Regions from separate parts of the Triticum aestivum genome. Here region 1 is linked to region 2. The links are chromatin contacts, called in public Hi-C maps. All regions are on one chromosome and are shown on one strand. Each heading gives the region's core, a stretch centred on a gene start, on an enhancer-like site or on the middle of the called end of the contact. The rest is flanking DNA. Distances are from core to core; before and after follow the strand shown.

Region 1 (2,919 bases), core at 193-2,692, 290 kb before region 2:
ACAAAGTCACATATGTTGTCGCCAGCACTTGTTGACCTAACGGATATGATGATGATGAACATGATCCTAACATGGGCATTGCCACGTGAATGATAACCATGCCCGCAAAAAGCAGTCAACCCAGGTATGACAAGAGCCAACCACAGAGTCACAAAACACTCGATGTCACACACGTGACGCCAAAATCCCATAATGGATGCGATACGACAACCCAACACATTGGTCACAAGTGATAACTGGTGCTAGATATAGATATGGCTCCCGAACACTAGACAAATCCTTAATGTGTCGCTACCTGCCCCACAACAACCCCTCACACCAACACGTGATGGTTGACTTGAGCCACCGGTAGCTGAGGGGTTCTGGGCATGAGGTCAGCTGAGACCCGCCATGCCGCCGGTTGTTGTCACCGAACAACTGCCATGCACCATCTCCATCACGCCACAACGACCGCCATTGACCTCGACTGTCCGTTGTGACTAGACATCACGTCACAACCTTGCCTCGCGCCTCTGCCGAAACTCCTGCAGGTGACCACTGCCCCTCCAAAGACCGCCTGACTTTGTCCACTACTAGGAGTCCCGCCGCTCCCTTCATCGGCAGCTATGGCGCTTCATATGACATCAACCTCTAGGGGCGGCGAGGAGAGGGAGGTCATGAGGGTGGTGTGTGGGGGGGGGGGGGGTCGCCCGTCGGAGTGGCATGGCAAATGTGCTAGATGCCCCATCTTCTTTATACATGTCCTAGTTTGTGGTACTTGCATTGTATATATACCAAATTCATATCCCTCTCCTTCTCTCAACCCTAAATGCAAATGTTTTATGAAAAGTTTCCTCTTTCTAGAGGATAATAAACATGCGGTACCTGACTTGTTAGTGCAGTAGCAAATGGTAATGGGTTAGTATTACATACTCCCTCTGTTCGGAATTATGTGCCACAAAAATAGATAAAAATGGACGTATCTACAACAAAAATACATCTAGAAGAGTAATTTCGAAAGGAGGAAGTAGTAGATTAATTGATTGCAGGCTATAGCTTCTCTTTTGAGTGTGATTCGGAATATATAGAATATTCTAGCATATCCCTTCTGCCTATATTTGGCGGCAGGAAGTTAAGCGGACAGTTCAAGCAATTGGTATCTTGTCCAGTGAGGCGAACTCCCTGTGTCCGAGCCACATCCATCCAGTAAAAATAAATGAAAGGCGACTGTAATCATTTTTACAGGACTCCCTGCAGCCGCCACCTTCTCCAAACCCAAGTCCAGACGAATTAAGAACCTTCCGGAATTCACACCCTCATTAATCTCCCACGTTTTGCAGCATTCTAACTAAGTGATTAACTTCCACGCAAAAAAGGGCAAAAAAAAGCGAGCAACTTTCAGGTAGTGGCGTGCGTCCGTATCGCACCCGGCCAAGAAGCAGGAGGAGTTGTAGCGTGACACCTCGGAGGGAGGCAGAAGCGGACGAGCTGGCCGGGCTGGAGGCCTCTCCATCCGAGTCTATCAAGTCTAGCCAGTGCACAGGCGACCTACTATAAATAGCCACCCACACACACACGAGACACTGCCTCGCCTCAAGAACCCCCTTCTCATCAAGAATTAAGCTGCGTTTTGCGTCAGGTTGATCAGAAAAAGGTACAAGGGAGGCGCCTTTCCTCTTCTCGGTCTCCGTTCCGACGATGCGGCCGGGGTTCCGCTCCGATTTCGCCTAGGAATCTGTGGCCGGCTGTTGGATTGTGCGGCCAATCTCATTTATTTTTGCGGGGGTTCGATGATCGGAACTTGGTTCGGATGGTATTTGGGGGGAAAAGGCTCGTCCTTTCCTGAAATCGGCCGCCGTGGCTAGGGCGAGGTGGCGGCGTCAGGATTTACTCATCGTCTTTGCGCCGCGATTGAGGGCGAGATTTGATCGCCTGCCTGCTGATGGTTTCTGGGGTTTGTTTGATCTGTGGCTGCTGTTGCAGGGACTGACGGCGACAAAGGGGGGAAGAGGGTTTTCTCGTTGGGGGAAATGGCGCGCAATGCGGCGGACAAGGCGACCTCCATCGACGCGCAGCTGCGGATGCTGGCGCCCAAGAAGCTCTCGGAGGACGACAAGCTGGTGGAGTACGACGCGCTCCTCATCGAGCGCTTCCTCTGCATCCTCCAGGGCCTCCAGGGGGACAAGATCAGGGAGACGGTAGTGCCCCCCTCCCTCGATCCATCCATGTTATCCTGCTCTTTCTTTTCAGTTACCTGTTGATTGATTTAGGTGGTAATTTTAATACCATGTCCTGTTTTCATTTGTGCTGCATTGCACGGTTTGCGCGATTAATCTAGCTAGATAGACATGTTGTTTTTGCTAGTGTGGGATTCACTGTTCCTGTTCTTCAAGGTTTGTGCTCTGAAGGTGCCAATGTTGCACTTGATAACACATACCAGTACCAAGTCCTTTGGCAGTAGGTTATAATCCTGAGGTTCTACCATTTAGTTATTCGTTGGACAGTAGATATTCCTGGACTACTATTCTCTTTATTCAGTTATATGTTAGCCGTTGTTTGAGCGCGTAAACATGATAATCAAATATTTAACAATAGTAGGTATGCCGCGACGTGTGGCTCATGCCGTAACATACTGTACGAGCATGCCCCTTTTGTTTTGAACATCACCTTTTTAGATGTCGTTTTCGAACGCAGCAAGTCAAACTTTTAAATCTTTGACCGCTAATGTACAGAAAATTATTTTGATCTGTCGTGTGCATATACTTCTCATTATGTTTTAGTGACATGTAACTAAAAAATGTAACGCTCAAAGGCACCACACGACAATATTGGAGACTTATGTCCATCTCCAAAACGACACATAAAAGAGCAGGCAGTACCGCTCTTTGTCGATATGCGTTAACTTATGGATATGATGTGTTGCGTGCTTCTAAAAATGGA
Region 2 (2,835 bases), core at 289-2,788:
GGTGAAAAGTGCTGAGCGGGGGAACAGGTGCTCTGCAGATCCTTGAATTTCAGGGAGCAGTGGATTGCCGAACAGGCCCTTAGAAGTGACTAAATCCTACATGGGCTTGCCCACACAATCGCTTCAGAGGCAATTTGCCCACTATTCTCCCAGCCATAAAACCTAAGTGAGGCCCATCTAAAAAAACTTAACTAAGTCCAATTCCATCGTTTGATTCATAGTATTTTTTCAGACAGGACATGCATAAAAACTTGGTGTTTCCTATTTGTCGCTTGCCGCGGCGAATTGTCGACCAAACGCACAAGAAAGGAGCACCCAAGCAGGAGATGGGCCAGCCCAATTAGCAAATATTGGTTTACTGTTTTGGGAACGTTCCAGTTTTGGTTTTCCGGTTTTAAGAGACTTCTAGAAGGTTTGGTTCGGTTAAGTTCTAGTTTTTTGTTCTTATTTCTTTTCTAATCCTCTCTAATTTTAGTTTCATTTTTCGTTTCATTTATCTTGCTTTCGAATTTTGTTCGTAATTTAATAAATATGAAGTTTTGAAAATTTGTTCACAAATTTAATTAAGTGGTAGAATTTTTTTTAAAAAATCGCGTTTTCCAAAATGTTTTGGAATTTAAATAAATGTTCAGTATTTCATAAACTTGTTCGAAAATTATGAAATGTTTAAAACTTTGAAAAAATGTTTACAATATTTTAGAAAAAATTGGGGTTTAGAGAAATTATTGCGTTCTCAAAAATTGTTTTGAGTTTTAAACACAATTCATGTTTGTAAAATGTGTTCACAATTTTTATTTATTTTAGAGAAATTGCGTTCTTTAAAATCATATTTTTTATTTGTTTTCGGAATTTTGAGAAAATGTTTGGTTATTGGAAATTTTCTTTGGAAATTACAAATAAAAGATGTTTGCTTTTTACAATATAAAAACTTACTGAAAACAAACTAGGAAAAAAAGATCACAATAGTAGCGACTTGTACAGTAGATGTCGGTGGGCAGGCCCAGCCAGCGACAGCCTTGTGCGAAAGCTCTGGACTATTTGCCGCAGCATGCGGCAAATAGGAGCTCCCTAAAATCTTTGACGGAGTACTACTTTGACATCCAACGGAGTCAACGGTCCAGCCTTTCTGTTTTTGAAAGGACCCAAACTTTCCTGTCGTTGGCACTTGGGGACAGTATCCACCGCCGTCGGCGGCAGCCACCGAGCCACAGCTCTCACTAGGGAGACGTGATGCCTCCGCATGCCGTCGATCCAGGGGGCGTTAGCTGAATTGCTGAGCGGCCAATCAATCAGGCCTGCGGATCACGCGGCCCGCCCCCTTTCCCGCCGTTCTTCACTCGGACGAAACGCGGCACCGAGAGGAGAGCCTCGGGATACCACACGCCAGTGCGGCGTTGCTTGCGGCTCCCACTCCGCCAGCTTCGAATGGCGTTTTCTATAGCGCGTAATGTGGAGGGAGAACGGAGTGGTCGGTGCAGTTTGCACGTGAAATAGTTCGTCACAAGTCAAGTCTATGCCCCTCTCTCCCTGCCGACCTCGCAGCTCGACCGCCGTGCCCATGCTTCACGGGTACACCACATGCGGACGGAGCGCGTGCATATATAGTGGAACAACGGATACGCAACTTGGCAGTTGACAGTTGACACGCAACTCTAGTACATTTGTCAACGTCTCACGGGTTCACCCGAACGTCGAAGAACTCCCCAAGCCGTCGAGGGACCGAACACAGAGCTTGCCAAGCAACATGACGGTAAGTAAGCCAATCTCCCCTCTCACGAGTGGTTTGGGATCTAGGGAAAGTATTACTGGTTTATCATTTGGCCATTTTGTGTCTGATGATGCTGCCTTGGTCCATCACCTGCCAGATCGTGGAGATGTGCGTGCATATGTGTTGCGCCGGGTGCGAGAAGAAGATAAGGAAGGCAGTCGAGAGGTTAGAAGGTACGTACCCACTAGCTTTCTATCTGAGATCATGGATAGATATGTGCTGAACGCATTCAGATGACAGTGATCTGATCTGGCCCGGTTTACAGGAGTGGACGCGGTGGAGATCGACATGGAGATGCAGAAGGTGACGGTGAACGGGGACGTGGACCAGAAGAAGGTGCTCAAGACGGTGAGGAGGACGGGAAAGCGCGCGGTGCTGTGGCCGACCCCGTTCATCGCCGGCGCGGGCGCCGGCGGCGCCGTCAACCTCCTCGCGCAGCAGCACCAGTACCACCCGGGTGGGGCCCAGATGTACGCGACCCACGCCTCCGGGCCCACATCCTCGTACAACTACTACAAGCACGGCTACGACGACTCGCGCCTCTACGGCGCCAACTCCGCCGTCGTCGGCGGCACCAGGGCCACCGATTACTTCAGCGACGAGAACCCCGGAGGCTGCTCCGTAATGTGATCCACGCGATCATCATATGGATGGGTTTTACTTATGATTATATCTTCTTGTTTCTGTCTCTGTAAATAAAGTACACTTTGCTGAAAAAATCGCCAACAGATACTGATACAACGATCGCTCTCAAATAATCTTGAATTTAGGACATACCGAGTAGCCATCTGAGTGGCACCCGACGTCCGAACGGAACAATATGCTGTTGTTCCTGTGGCGTGCCACTATACAAAGCAACTTCATCGCGGATTGGTGGTACAAAAATGTAATATTCTTTGCTCCCATACTTTATTCCCTGTCCAATAACCACACGGTGAGCATATCATCCAACTCACCATCCATCCATACCGTTGCCAAGAATGCACTAGCTCAGCAGGTTAGGGCATCTCCAGCCGAGCCCCCAACACGCCCCCCCCCCCCCCCCCCCCCGGGCGATTTCTTCACGT

What was found. Hi-C and Micro-C count contacts between places; a contact is called where the count stands out from the background.
Region 1: a Hi-C map of leaf shows a contact between it and region 2, with 2.9 times the contacts expected there. The contact joins the promoter of LOC123070833 here to the promoter of LOC123065685 in region 2. A contact is called at or near these places in 3 of 5 Hi-C or Micro-C datasets (leaf and an unstated tissue).

What each region holds. Positions count from the first base shown.
Region 1 is chr3B:548,156,640-548,159,558 of IWGSC CS RefSeq v2.1, reverse strand. It overlaps LOC123070833 (phosphoenolpyruvate carboxylase, housekeeping isozyme), which reads left to right and starts at 1,442. Exons shown (of 11, transcript XM_044494198.1): 1 at 1,442-1,633; 2 at 1,963-2,177. The coding sequence starts at 2,010.
Region 2 is chr3B:547,870,209-547,873,043 of IWGSC CS RefSeq v2.1, reverse strand. LOC123065685 (heavy metal-associated isoprenylated plant protein 28) reads left to right here and starts at 1,538. Exons shown (of 3, transcript XM_044488924.1): 1 at 1,538-1,750; 2 at 1,866-1,941; 3 at 2,034-2,452. The coding sequence starts at 1,745. The coding sequence ends at 2,398.